5 separate regions of the Mus musculus genome follow, and all the other regions are linked to region 1. A link is a contact called in public HiChIP or PLAC-seq and promoter capture Hi-C data. All regions are on one chromosome and are shown on one strand. Each heading gives the region's core, a stretch centred on a gene start, on an enhancer-like site or on the middle of the called end of the contact. The rest is flanking DNA. Distances are from core to core; before and after follow the strand shown.

What was found. Promoter capture Hi-C pulls out the DNA fragments that hold promoters and counts their contacts. HiChIP or PLAC-seq counts read pairs in DNA pulled down with a chosen protein or histone mark. Capture Hi-C pulls out chosen DNA fragments and counts their contacts.
Region 2: a contact with region 1 is called in a promoter capture Hi-C map of pre-B cells, with 2.6 times the contacts expected there. The contact joins the promoter of 1700030K09Rik here to the promoter of Tmem221 in region 1.
Region 3: a contact with region 1 is called in a promoter capture Hi-C map of pre-B cells, with 3 times the contacts expected there. The contact joins the promoter of Pde4c here to the promoter of Tmem221 in region 1. A contact is called at or near these places in 1 of 39 promoter capture datasets (pre-B cells) and 1 of 115 datasets of contacts at active chromatin or transcription factors (microglia).
Region 4: a contact with region 1 is called in a promoter capture Hi-C map of pancreatic islet. The contact joins the promoter of Cib3 here to the promoter of Tmem221 in region 1. A contact is called at or near these places in 3 of 39 promoter capture datasets (the HPC-7 cell line, HPC-7-derived erythroid cells, cranial neural crest and 1 more), 1 of 484 Hi-C or Micro-C datasets (myocytes), 2 of 115 datasets of contacts at active chromatin or transcription factors (embryonic stem cells and stem cell-derived neural progenitor cells) and 1 of 9 other capture datasets (pancreatic islet).
Region 5: a contact with region 1 is called in an H3K27ac HiChIP or PLAC-seq map of embryonic stem cells, with 3 times the contacts expected there. The contact joins the promoter of Gdf15 here to the promoter of Tmem221 in region 1. A contact is called at or near these places in 1 of 39 promoter capture datasets (pre-B cells), 1 of 484 Hi-C or Micro-C datasets (embryonic stem cells) and 1 of 115 datasets of contacts at active chromatin or transcription factors (embryonic stem cells).

What each region holds. Positions count from the first base shown.
Region 1 is chr8:71,557,499-71,560,198 of GRCm38.p6, reverse strand. Tmem221 (transmembrane protein 221) reads left to right here and starts at 1,328. Exons shown (of 4, transcript NM_001100462.1): 1 at 1,328-1,709; 2 at 2,294-2,379. The coding sequence starts at 1,390.
Region 2 is chr8:72,442,507-72,445,206 of GRCm38.p6, reverse strand. 1700030K09Rik (RIKEN cDNA 1700030K09 gene) reads right to left here and starts at 1,327. Exons shown (of 8, transcript NM_028170.2): 1 at 1,218-1,327; 2 at 1-457. The coding sequence starts at 456. It overlaps Calr3 (calreticulin 3), which reads left to right and starts at 1,429. Exons shown (of 9, transcript NM_028500.3): 1 at 1,429-1,614; 2 at 1,711-1,812. The coding sequence starts at 1,524.
Region 3 is chr8:70,722,774-70,725,473 of GRCm38.p6, reverse strand. Pde4c (phosphodiesterase 4C, cAMP specific) reads right to left here and starts at 1,410. Exons shown (of 17, transcript NM_001310465.1): 1 at 1,257-1,410; 2 at 907-959. The coding sequence starts at 948. Gm34255 (a long non-coding RNA gene) reads left to right here and starts at 946. Exons shown (of 3, transcript XR_379077.3): 1 at 946-1,082; 2 at 1,840-2,203.
Region 4 is chr8:72,211,520-72,214,219 of GRCm38.p6, reverse strand. Cib3 (calcium and integrin binding family member 3) reads left to right here and starts at 1,383. Exons shown (of 5, transcript NM_001080812.1): 1 at 1,383-1,476. The coding sequence starts at 1,472.
Region 5 is chr8:70,630,804-70,633,503 of GRCm38.p6, reverse strand. It overlaps Gdf15 (growth differentiation factor 15), which reads left to right and starts at 1,409. Exons shown (of 2, transcript NM_011819.3): 1 at 1,409-2,171. The coding sequence starts at 1,892. Gm34154 (a long non-coding RNA gene) reads right to left here and starts at 941. Exons shown (of 2, transcript XR_870495.2): 1 at 649-941.

The DNA.
Region 1 (2,700 bases), core at 79-2,578:
GTCATCTCTCCAGCCCCTCTGTTTACTTCTAAAGACAGTGTCTTGTAGTCCCTACTTTCTTCCAAGTGTCCACATTCCCATTGCCTCACCCTCTGAATTGATGACAGTGACGGCAGGCCTGTGTTATTGTGCCTGATTTGTTCAGATATATACACATTGAGAAGATGGCTCAGTGGATAAGAGCACCAGCATTTCTGCTCTTGCAAAGGGTAGAGTTTCAGTTCTCAGCATCCACACAGTGGCTAGTAACCATCTGTAACTCCAGTTCCAGGAGCCTAGAAGCCCTCCTATGACTTCCACAGATACCTGACATGCACAGACATACATACATGTAGGCAACACACTCATACACCTAAAACAAATGATGATGATGATGGTGATATTTTAATAAACAGCTACTAGAAGCTTGGTCCTCAGGGCGACAGGAAAATGCCTGTCTATGCCATAGGTGCAGTTTCCAGGGTCAGGCACTCTGTGAATCAAGATCTCCATCCTTGGGCTTTGTGACCCTGCCTGAGTCCAAGCAAGACTCAGAGCTTCATCTCCTGACATCTCCTCGGTTGCCCTCCCACAATTTTTTTTTTTTTTTAAAGACAGAGTCTCTATAGGTAGCCCTGACTGGCCTAGAACTAGCTATGGAGACCAAGTTGGGCCCCACTTCCCCGTACTCACAGTTTGCCCGCCTCTATCTCCTGGGCTCTGCCTACTTCTCCGACTCTCCAAACACCGCCCCACCCATCCAAACGGCGGGGCAATTCACGCCCCCTCCCAGACAAGTCTATTTCCAGGCCCCGACCCAAGACCACAACCCACCTGCGTTCTCCGCTCAACCAAACCCCACCTCTCCTCCCCAACACCTGTCAGAACTAGAGCCCTCCTACCTCTGCCTTGCAAGACTCCCTTTCTGGTCCCTTCACCCTGGGGACCCCACCCATCATCGTCCACAGGACTCAGACCCCGATGTTGGGATGTCCCTGAGGCCCGTCCTCTTAAGTCCGCCCTTCAGGAGCCTTCTTAAGCTCCGCCTTAGCCACGCCCCTTCCCACTCATCACATAGACCACGCCCCTCTTAAATTTTGCTTGTTCAACCCCGCCCCTCGTCTCCCGGTTCACCTAGGGGCTAGGCTCCACCCCTCTACAGGGGTGGAGCCCCCTCGGGATCTCCTAGCATGGCCCCTCCCAGACCAACCCCACAAAACCCCAGTTCCTCCTTCCCCAGCACACCCGGGGGAGGCGCCCTCGGCCGACGCGCAGTAAAAGAACACTTTCTCCCAAGTTTTTGCTCATTTTCCACGACCTATCTGGTACCAGCACTCGAGCCCCGGTGGCGTCCATACCCCAGGACTCCCGAACGCCTACTGCCGCCTCCCTCCATCCAAGGCCCGCGCCATGGGCCGTTCCTACGGAGGTCGGGTACTGGCCGCGATGACCCTACTGGGCATCCCGGCCGCGGTGCTGGTCGCGCTGGCTGCGCAGCTGCTGTTCCAGCTCCAGGCAGGGCGCGCGGAGCTTCGGCGCGTACGCACCGACGGGCTGCACCCGGAGCTGGACCCCGATGCCGGGCTACCTGAAGCTGCGGCTGGGGCATTGCTGCCGCTGGCGACCGCGCTGGCCGCGCTGGCACAGGTCCTCGGGCTTAGCTGCTTGCTGCTCGCCGCGCTCTGTGGTCACCTGGGCGCCGAGTTGGCACGCGGGCCGGGGCCGGGCAGGTAGGATACCACCGCCTCTACCTACAGAGAGGGAAACTGAGACTCCGAGAGCACACCGGTTTCTCGGGGTGATACTAACAGGGCCTCAGCGCGCCCCCTTCTTCCTGCGCTGGTGCTTCCCGTGTATGGGGGCGGGGGACACATGTCAGTCATCGGAGCTGCACCCCAACCTCGAGGCTTTCCTCTCTGAAGCGGGGTTCAGGAAGGGCGGGACTGACAGTTGTGGATACGCAGCAAGCCGCAGCCTGGTCACCTGCTCAAGACTCTGAGCTCGGTGGTGCAGGTGTAGGGACTCTACTTGGAACAGTGGGGATGCGATGAGATGCTCTCGTTGAGTCAACCACACCCTTGTCCCAACTTTGACCCTCCACTGTGTAAGGAAGTCTGGTGCTGGTTGGAAATTGGTAGATTCAAGCAAATGAGTGGTGGGTGCGTGGATAGATGGGGGTAGGGGTACATGCGGTGATGTTACAGCTGGATGACTGGCTAGGTAGGTAGGCAGGTGGAGGGCTGAGACTCTAAACTTTGGTTTCTGGTGTCACTGGGTCACTGTCCCCCTTCCTGCCCCCCCACCCCCACCCCAGGTCGGACTGGTTTCTGTATGACTGCCGCCTCCTCAGGCACTCAGCGCTTGGCCTGTTCTGCTGTGGGGTCTCCGTCTACTTAGCAGGTAGTGTGTGATGGGGGGACAAGGGACCTGGGGCAGGGTGCACACAGATCTCTGGACCAGTAGCCTGAGTTCAGGCAGTTGCCCCAACACTTTCTCTTGGATATGTTTCTCTTACTCTGTGCTTTAGTTTCCCCATAATTGAAGAGTGGTGAGTAGATCATTATATATACAAGAGTTGGTGCTTAGAGTGAACAGAGGGTTCTCTGTTAATGCTCATTATGTATCATTATTACTACTTATCTTGTAGGCCCAACTGGCCTGGGAGTTGCCTTGTAGCCAAGGCTGACATTGAACGTCTGATCTTGCTTTCATCTCCCAAAC
Region 2 (2,700 bases), core at 78-2,577, 890 kb before region 1:
CACACATGTTTTGTTCACTTGTTTCTGGAAAGTTCTGTGTGGGTACTGGGAAGAAACAGAAGCTGCACCTGTCCTCTTAGGAAGACTCTGCTCGATGGATGTGGAGTCAGACTCCACATCAGACCAAGCCATGGGCACCTGCTTCCGATTCAGGATCTTGGTTTCAATCTGGGCCAGTTTCCTAAGGGCCTCACTGGCTCTGGTCTTGGAGGAGATGGTGGGAGGCCTCAAGCCCAGACTCACCCCCCTCCCTGCCATGGCCTCCTCTTTGGGCATCAAATATTTCTCGTCCATCGTTTGGTTTCTCTTTAAGATTCTGCTCTGCCCAGGTGTCACTTGGCCAAGACTTCGGGCTTGTAAGTTTCTGATCTCTTCCATCCTCGAGCTATCTAAGAACATATCCCTTAAGTCAAAACCACTACGTGGAGGGCCAAAGGGTCTTCTTGTGGAAGCCATTCTAGGAAAATAAAGATTGTGTTTTCAGCCTTTAAAAGTACTTCACTGTATAAGTATACTTTTTGTTTTGTTTTTATTTTTTTCAAGATAAGGTTTCCCTGTATAGCTCTGGTTTTCCTGGGAGCTCCTTAGATCAGGCCTGCCTCCCAAGTGCTGTGATCAAAGGTGTATGCCACCACCACCCAGATAAAAGTATTTCTTTTAATAAGCTGTAGGGCGTGTGGGACAGGCATAAGAACTGGTAAGGTTGAGTGAGCTCAAAACCAAAGAATCGGGGCTGGTGAGATGGCTCAGTGGTTAAGAGCGCCGACTGCTCTTCTGAAGGTCCCGAGTTCAAATCCCAGCAACCACATGGTGGCTCACAACCATCCATAACGAAATCTGATGCCCTCTTCTGGAGTGTCTGAAAGACAGCTACAGTGTACTTACATATAATAAATAAATAAATCTAAAAAAAAAAAAAAAAAAAAAAAACCAAAGAATCTCAGAGAGATTTGAGGACAGGCGTCCAGATTCGTACCTATATCTGTACCTGCTCTGGAACCTGTAACCAGGATACACAACTGAGAGGACCCATATCACACAGCACCTGGAGTTCTTCTCCATGCTAATAACACTGCCTATACTCAGTTTCCTCGCTATTGTTTGCAAGCCCTAAGGGATCATGCCCCATCGCTCTCCAGATGAGGAACCTCTGGTGTGGGTATGCCGCCCGTTTTCCTGAAGCCCCTTGCCAACCCACTTGATCACTGTGAGGTCACCTGAGTAGCTGCGTTGGCTTCTTCCCGCTAGGCTTCAGCCTCAAAGTATAGGCCCCAGTGTGCGGTTGCCTCAGGAGACAGCGCCAGAGCAACTAGAGACTACATTTCCCGTCGGCCACCGCGCTCCACCCACCAATGAGCAACTCAGGTCACAATCCCGGGCGTCACGGGACCAGTAATTTCAGCGCACCCATTAGCGTCCCCAGGTCATAATCCCAAGGCATGCCGGGAGTTGTAGTTTCTGAGTTGCGCCCGTCAAGCGGTACGGACGCCTGAGAGCAGAGAGTTGAAGTCGCACGTGCAGCTATGGTCTCGGCTCGTGCATTGCTCTGGGCCATCTGTGTGCTGCGCGTGGCACTAGCCACTGTGTACTTCCAGGAGGAGTTTCTAGACGGAGGTGAAGGCGATTGCCGTGGTGGCTGGTGGCCTGTGTCCACCATCTATGATATGGACCCGTGCGCTTTGCACCACTAACCCTCCTGTCTCCCCACAGAGCGCTGGAGGAACCGCTGGGTGCAGTCCACCAATGACTCCCAGTTTGGGCACTTCAGAGTCTCATCGGGGAAGTTCTATGGGCATAAAGAGAAAGACAAAGGTTAGTGTAGAATCGGGAGCAAATAGAGTAGAGTTAGAAACCTCATGGCACCCTGACAACGCACCCACCGTTCAAGCCAGGACACTGAGGCACATGCAGGCTCTGCAATACCCTGTTTGGGTTTACATTCCTTTACGATTGACCAGAGTAGCCGGGCGGTGGTGGCGTACGCCTTTAATCCCAGCACTCAGGAGGCAGAAGCAGGTGGATTTCTGAGTTCGAAGCCAGCCTGGTCTACAGAGTGAGTTACAGGACAGCCAGGGCTACACAGAAACCCTGTCTTGGAAAAAGAAAAAAAAAAAAAAATTGACCGAAGTGTGTTTTGGTTTAGTCTTTGAGCAGTCTCATGTAGCCCTAGATGGCTCTAACTCTCAGCCTCCCAAGTGCTGGTTACTTTTTCCACATCTATGTATGTTGGAGGCAGTATGCACCTTGAGTGTGGATTGGAATGACAGTGGAGGTGCTCAGAAAGTGCTGGAATGACAACTGGAGTCAACAGGAATGACTGTGTTGGCATTTTTCAGTAGTTGCCCAAGATCATCTCACTTCATGAAAATTGGAACCATGCTGTAGCACAACCTAGAATCCTAGCACTCCAGGGTCTTCATGAGGCAGGAAAATCACAAGTTCAAGACCAGCCTAGCTATAGAGTGAGCTCTGGCCCACCCTAAGATACAGCCAGGTCTTGGCACAAAACAAAAAGAGGGGAAATCAAAATGAAAAGTGGGGCCAGCTAGATTGGCCTGTGGCCAAGCTTGGTAACCTGAGTTTGATCCCCAGAACCTACAGGGTGGAAGGAGAGAACCTATGCCCACAAGTTGTTCTCTAACCTTGGCACATGCCCCAACCCCACAAAATGAACGAATAAATAAATAATTAAATTGTATT
Region 3 (2,700 bases), core at 161-2,660, 830 kb after region 1:
TGTAAGCCTAGCTGGGGCTGCCAGTTCCACAGAAAGCCTTGTGCTCCCTGCCTCCTCCTGGCTCAGACACTGGTCCAAGCACTCACAGCTGCCCACCCTCCTTGCCTAGCACAGAGCCCTGGGCTCCATCCCCAGCAGCACACAGAACAGGCAACAGCCCTCCCTTCACTTTGGGTTCCAGAGCTTAGGAGGTGGAGCTGGAGGCATAGGGATTAGAACGTCATATTTGGTTGCAGTCAAAGTTCGAGGCTAGCCTGGGCTACGTAAGACCCTGTCACATTGAAAGGAAAAAAAATCGAAAAAAAATCTCTCTGTCTCTGTCTCTCTGTCTCTCTGTCTCTCTCTCTCTCTCTCTCACACACACACACAGAGGCAGAGAGAGACAGAGAGACACAGAGGAACCATAAATCTAAAACAAATGAAGGTAGAGGGGTCTGGAGAGATGGCTCAGTGATTCCAGCAATGGCAGCTGGAGACCAGGGTTCTGTAACTCCAGTTTCAGGGCATGGATTGGCCTTTCCTAGCCTGAGTGGGCCCTGACCTCTGCGGTACACAGACAAACCATTCAGGCGGAAACCCCCATACAGAAAATAATAAAAAATATTTTTAGGGCTGAAGAGATGGCTCAGTGGTTAAGAGCAGTGGCTGCTCTTCCAGAGGTCCTGAGTTCAATTCTCAGCAACCACATGGTGGCCTACAACCATCTGTACTGGGATTCAATATCCTTTCCTGGTGTGTCTGAAGATAGCGACAGTGTACTCATAAGTAAATAAACAAACAAACAAATCTTTAAAATGACTTTTATCTTGCATTCAGGCCCTGGGCTCAGGGAGCCTCATTGTCCCTTTTCAGAGCAGGGACCTCAGTCCCCAGCTCCTGCACTGAGCCCAGTCCCGGCCTACTCACCTCAGTCCACAGGAAGGACAGGGCCGTGCCACTCCGCCTCATGGTGCAGGCTTCTGTGATGACAGGGATCAGTGAGACCAGGTCCCAGCCAGTTGCTGGGCCACCCCACGCCCCCAGAGCCCAGAGCCACATCAGCAAGGCAGCGAAGTCACAGCTGCCTGGCGAGGCTGCTGCAGGTACTCCCGCCCAAGCTCCCTACCCTGGCCAGCCCTAGGGACTAGAATCCTGGGTCCAGGTCACCTAGGAGAACCGTTCAGCGCCCGGAGGGACTCTTGCGCTTTGTGGGGTTTCTGAGAGCCGAGTTTCATGAGAGGTAGGCCTTCTCACACTGACACAGGTGTGGTACTCACTTCCAGCTGCTCCTGTGGGGACCTGCGCTGTGAGTGTGCTCTGTGACCTCCCAGGAGCAGAGGACAGACGGTCCTATCCCACTCCCAGCTGGGTTCTTTAACTGAGCACCAGACTAGACCCGAGCCAGGAGGCACCCTCGGGACTGGAGGAGGGGGTAAGGGCAGAGTGACCACAAGGGCAGGGAGGTGTGTGTGTGTGCCCAAGTGTGTGACCAAAACAGGGCTGAGGGGGAGGGGAGGAGAGGGGTGAGTGGCCAGGCAAAGGTTTACTTGTTAATGTGTTTACACCTGACAGAGGACAGAAATAGCCTGAGACTGAGGCATTACGTTAGTATTTTGGGGTACCAATCAAGGCACCCCAAGGCTTTAGGAAAGCTGTTCTGCTATGCTGTGCTGGTCCAGGCAGCTGATGACACTCTCTGGTCAAACCTTACCCACAAGTTAGAGCTGCAGTCAGAAGTGGGAAAGCCAGGGAGCTGGGACTGGAAGATGGAATGTGGCCTGGGCCTAGGAGATCTTGAGGCCACTCCAGTCTGTGGCTGTGAAGCAAGTTAATGTTTCACCCTACACCCCTCCCCCACAGACAGGCCAGGAGACCTCTCACCACCTACTCCAGTGGTCATCAGAGCGTGACCTGCTGTGGGTGGAGGTCACTTCAATCTGCTGTCAAACATCATAGCAACGAGGGAGACACCCTCACCTGTACTGAAGAGTGGGTCCTGTCTCACCCTAAAGTCGGCTGTCTGAAGGGTTACCAGACTGGAGCCTGAGCCACTGAGGGAGTGGTGGAGAGCAGGGTGTGCAGAGAGGAGCTGAGGCAGCCAGCTCCTTCCTCCCCGTGACCTCTGCACAGCCCACTTGGTACCTCCTGCCCCAAGGTTTTGAAGATTGCTGGAAAACTCAGATCCTTCCAGCAGTCAGAAGACCCCTCTTCACTTCACGGCCAGGTAGGCCTCGATGTCTTCATCAGGAAATAGGCCCATGCCTCTCCTACTGTAGGGCCTTTTCGTGCCCTGAGTACTTGCCCTGGGTACTTGCTCTGGGTGGGCTTTTTTTTGTTTTTTGGTTTTTCGAGACAGGGTTTCTCTGTATAGCCCTGGCTGTCCTGGAACTCACTTGTTTTTTTGTTTTTTTGTTTTTTGTTTGTTTGTTTGTTTGTTTTTTGAGACAGGGTTTCTCTGTATAGCCCTGGCTGTCCTGGAACTTACTTTGTAGACCAGGCTGGCCTCAAACTCAGAAATCCACCTGCCTCTGCCTCCCAAGTGCGCTACCACGCCCGGCCCTGGGTGGGCTTCTTAAGTCATGTGGATTTGTAGCTTTCCCCAGGCTGCCTCCCGTTAGGTTAGGTCTTCCAGTTCCTTGGATAGTGGCCTCTGTCCTGCCAGGACACTGGGTCACACAGGTCCTGGCTGGGGGGGGGGGGGGTGAGGACAGCAGCCCTGTC
Region 4 (2,700 bases), core at 134-2,633, 650 kb before region 1:
CTGGTTCTTTCTTTTTTTGGGGGGGTGTTTTTTTGAGACAGGGTTTCTCTGTGTAGCCATGGCTGTCCTGGAACTCACTCTGTAGACCAGGTTGGCCCTCACTCAGAAATCCACTTGCCTCTGCCTCCCGAGTGCTGGGATTAAAGGCATGCGCCACCGCGCCTGGCTGGTTCTTTTTTTTATAAACTACGGATGCTGAGAAGATGACAGCAGTCATGACTGGTACTCTGAATGGATTTATTCAGATTGGTCTTTTTCACAGTCACAGATATTCCTCTAAGCAGAACAACCTCATTGTACAGATAGGTAAACTGAGGCACAAGGTGTTATTCAGCCTCTGCTTAGTGATGCATTGTTAGGTCTGCCAGTGTCCTCATTAAAGAAGGGACCCAGAAATGACTGGGACAGGGCCAAAGGGAAAGAGTAAAGGCTGAGGACAAGCTGGGCATGGTGGCGCACACCCTTGACTCCAGCACTTGGAAAGGCAGAGGCAGGTGGATTTCTGGGTTCCAGGCCAGCCTGGTCTACAGAGTGAGTTCCAGGACAGCCAGGGCTACACAGAGAAACCCTCGAAAAACTAAAAAAAAAAAAAAAAAAGAAGAAGGCTGAGGACAGAGGAGAGGAGGAGAAGGGAGGGGAGGGGAGGGGAAGAGAAGAGAGAGAAGAGAAGCGAAGAGAAGCGAAGCGAAGCGAAGCGAAGAGAAGAGAAGAGAAGAGAAGAGAAGAGAAGAGAAGAGAAGAGAAGAGAAGAGAAGAGAAAAGAGAAGAGGCAGAGAGGGAAGCAAGCATAGGAATCCTCCGCCTCCTGCCTCAGCCACAGTCACACACTGCCACATCCAATATGTCTGTCACCCTCAGACTGATCCTATAGATGGTAATGTAATTTCAATTTCACAAGCAAGGTTCAGAGAGGTCAGACAATTACTCAAGACCACACAGCTAGCAGGGGGGAAAAGCTAGGATGTAGACTGGGGTATGTGCATGGCTTTCCCTTGAAGGTGTTCCAGACAGAATGGCTTCTCTGTGACCTCTCACAGACCTCTTCCACACCTGTGGACACATTCAAAAGGTTGCCCAGAGAGCCAGGCTGTAACTTGAGCTTCACCAAGCTTGGGGCAACCAACTGGATAGGTGGGCAGGTGACAGCCAGGGCAGGAACATCTGCTCAAACATTATGAGCACGGGTGCTCCCGAGGAGCCACCTGTAATTTCAGTTCCAGTGTATTCAAGGCTGCAGTCTGCAGCATGGGCAACAAGCAGACTGTGTTTAGTCACGAGCAGCTGGAGGAATACCAGGTGGGTGTGTGCAGTGGATCCTGCCAGGCTGGCACAGCCCTGTTTGGGACATCAGGCTGTCTGTGTGGATTTGGAGTGTGTAGAGGGGCACAGGGAGAGATGACCCAGAGGCAGGTCTGGATCAAGCTGGTTTCTCTCCCCACAGGACTGTACTTTCTTCACGAGGAAGGAGATCATGAGGTCAGTGGGGGAATGAAGGGAGGTGACACCCCAAAACAACTTTCTAGTCACTGCTGGGCCTTTGTGCAATCTTTTTGCTATTGTTCTGTTTTGTTTGCTTGAGAATGAGCCCAGCCTAACCTCAACATTACCTCTGCCTCTTGGGTGCTGGGATCACAGGTATATGTCACTGTAGCTGGCTGCAATTAAAAAAAATATTATTGCAGGGGGGCGTGATGTGTGAGTGTGCAAATGTGTGAATATGTGATATAGTGTGTGTGTTGCAGTTAGATGACAATTTGCAGAGTTGATTTTTTTTTCTGCCCCCTTTAGGTGGGTTCTGGGACTAAATAGCTGGTCCAGCTTTCCAGTCTCTCTTTCCACCACATGAGTCTTAGGGGTCAAACCCAGGTCATCAGGCAGGTTGTTGCCATATTGGGTCCTCTTGGTTTTCCTTTTCTCTTTCTTTCCTCCTTCCTTTCTTCCTTTCTTTCACTGAGAGACAGGGTTTCTCTGTGTAGCCCTGGCTGTCCTAGAACTCCTTCTGTAAATCAGGCTCACTCTGAACACAGAAATCCACCTGCCTCTGCCTTGCAAGCCTGTACCACCATGCTTTGATGTGGGTGTTGCCTCAAGGTCAGTGGACTGAGGCAGAGACTGTTGGCTGAGAAGTCACACCCTGTCATACTGGCTGAGGTTTTGTACTGAGGAACTTGTCCTTTTACCTAAGGGTAGCAGGGAGCCACAGAAGGTGCGAGAGCCTTGGAGAGGCACACTGGCCCTTTGAGGTTGGGAGTCCACTGCAGAGCTGAGATCCAGCCCTCAGCTGTAAGTGGCAAGGAGATTGTGGGGGAGTATTGGCAGCCCTTGGGTGACTGCAGGTTCCTGGCTTGAGCCCAACAGGATGGACAGAGATGAAACTCCCATGACACCCTTCTGTCTGTTGGACCATTATCTGTGAAACCCAAGCTGGCTGCGGTTCAGCTGTGGGGCATCAGGTCGAGTCCCTCTTATGTGGGTACAGGGCATCCATTATTGATGGGTACACCTCTCACCCATCAGCCCATTGTCTGTGAGGACTACTGGAAGGTCACTTTGGCCATCACGATCAGATTACTGGTGGGGAAACTGAGGCTTGGGCAAGGAGAACTTCAGTTCCCAGGGCAGATGGACAGAGTCCTGACTGGCCCAGGCTTCCAGATTGTTAAACAGAGTAACCAAGGTTGGGAGGAGAGAGGAACTCAC
Region 5 (2,700 bases), core at 160-2,659, 930 kb after region 1:
TTAGGAAAGTTGGGACCCATCACAGGAAGACACCGAGGGCCAGAGAGGCAACCTGGGCTGGCTGAGGTTGCATCTGTCTGCGGCCTGTGGGGTTAGGTGGGGTACAGAAGTGCTGAGAACATCGAGGCCTGTCCCAGCATCCAGACCGCACAGGGCTCCCCGTGTGGGAGTGGGCAGCTGCTCGGCCCACTCCCGAGCTCCATATCTACGAAGCCATCTGCATCCCAAGAGACTTTGGGCCGTCCCCAGCCTCAGTTTCCCCACCTGTGACCCATGATGGTCCTGTCTCAACCTCTCATCTCACGCAGCAAGACAGCTGTATCCTGATCCTTGGCCTTTGCTCTGCAGCGCAGAGAGGCTGAGAAACTTGTCCAAGGTCACATGGGACCGCGGGATAGTCCCTCAATTTGTAGCGTGCACCCCCGGCCCCCGCTGTACCCCTACCCTGACGATGTAGACCACAGCAGCCTTTCACAGAAAGAGAAACTGAGGCTCAATGGCTGGCCTGGGACCAGAAGACTGCAGTATTATCCTCTGGGATATGATTCGGAGATCAGCAGCTCGCCCAGGGCAGAGAATCCAACTCTGAGACTTAAATTTGGGGGAAAACGGTCAGAGATGAACATAATCCCAGAACCCCACTCTCACCGGCCAGGTGGCCACCATGCTGTGCCTCCTCACAGAGTGCAGATACCTCAAAACTGCCCACAGCTGCGATCCCAAGGGCGGTGCCACCTCTCTCCACATTGATCTTTAAGAGTCACCCCCGTAGGCAAAGGGTCCTGGAGCAAACAGGTAGTTCTGGGCAGTGCATCAGGGGTGGGGCTTGGATCTGAGGAGGAGTGGTCTGGAATCAGTTTGGGGAGGGTTCTGGGGGTCATCCTGGTCTTGGACAAAGGAGATGGCGGGTGAAGACTTACCATGCACCTACCTTGTCTTCACAGGGGGACATGGAGTAACCCTAGTCAGTCATTAACCTGGAGTGACCCCACAGGTCAGAGGCCACCCAGCAGTATGTAAATACTGGGAGGGACCCCAGCAGGAGCCCTTGATGACACCTGGTGCCCCTCCTTGCTCACTCCTGTCTTCCCCAGAGGCCCTAACTACAGCCACTACCCTTTCAGGGCCCAGGCTGACCGTGGATGGGGCTCCTGGCACCTTCATCCTCCTCCTCCATCTTCTATCTGAGCCTGAGACGAACTGCCCACCCCCTCCAGCCACCTGCCGCCTCCTGTTTGGAAGGAGGCCCGCAGCAGATTTCCTCTTCCCTCCATTCCCAAGAGGAACCCCTGGTCTGGGGATACTGAGGCAGGCACAGGGCAGGGCACGTGTGAGCATCCAGTCATCCTGAAAGGTAAATCTGGTTCCTGAAGCGACAACTGTTCGTACAGGGTTTTGAAGGATTGGTAGGAGTCCCACAGAGGACACCGAAGAGGTGCAGTCCCTGATTTGTCCTTATGTCCCAGCCCATTTGGGCACGGCTGTAATGTCTACTCCTGGGACACTGAGGCATAGGGGTGACTTGCCTGAACTTGCCTTTTCTAGGTTTTCCTTGGCTTCACCTTTGATGGGGGTGGAGGGAGGAGGGAGGGAGAGAGGAGGAAAGAGAGAGGGAGAGAGTCCTGGTCCCAAGAGGAAGGAAGAAGCCACTTGAACTTCAGTCTGGACTCCATCACATGTTCTGTGGGGACGATCAGCCCTCACTCAGGTCCCAGCCCGGCGGTTTCCCTCCCTCCCACCCCCTCCCCCTGCGGAGCCCTGGGATTCCCGCCCGAATTAGCCTGGTCACCCGAGTTGGCATCGCACACGGGGGCGGAGCGGACAGAGTCCAGTGGGTATAAAGGCAGCTGCAGAGGGCTTAACTCAAAGACACACTCAGGACACAAGCGACATGGCCCCGCCCGCGCTCCAGGCCCAGCCTCCAGGCGGCTCTCAACTGAGGTTCCTGCTGTTCCTGCTGCTGTTGCTGCTGCTGCTGTCATGGCCATCGCAGGGGGACGCCCTGGCAATGCCTGAACAGCGACCCTCCGGCCCTGAGTCCCAACTCAACGCCGACGAGCTACGGGGTCGCTTCCAGGACCTGCTGAGCCGGCTGCATGCCAACCAGAGCCGAGAGGACTCGAACTCAGAACCAAGTCCTGACCCAGCTGTCCGGATACTCAGTCCAGAGGGTGAGTAGCAACCAGGGACCCACTTCAGGAACACCCTCTCCAAGCTCCAACCAACACACTCAAGTCCACGAGCCCAGCCCAGCTTCCGAGACTCAGTTTCCCCTGCTGTGACCTCTGGAGCTGCCAGCAGCGGGCTCAGCCAGAGTAGGACGGATGACCGTCCCTAGACCGGAGCTGGACAAATGATGTCCAGAGAGGTCAAGGTCGCTCCTGGAGATGCACAGCACTCGAGTTGGGGAGGACATGGGGGAAGGTTAGAGGGTCCTGGAGGGAAGAGGGAGGGACAGGAGCCAGGTTGGGAGCCAAACGGAAAGAACCTGCGGGAACTGGATCGGAAATCTGACGCAATCGCTTGTAAAGAGACTGCTACAGTAACAAGTGACAGTCGCTTGGATGGGAGGGAGGAGGATCCAGGGGACTGGACTCAGCTCTGGGACCCAGCAGGGCTGAGGGCGGGCCCAGGCTGATTTGGGTCACGCCCCCTTACAAATCCGCTAGGGTTGTGTGAATCCAAGCGAACTGTAGCTCT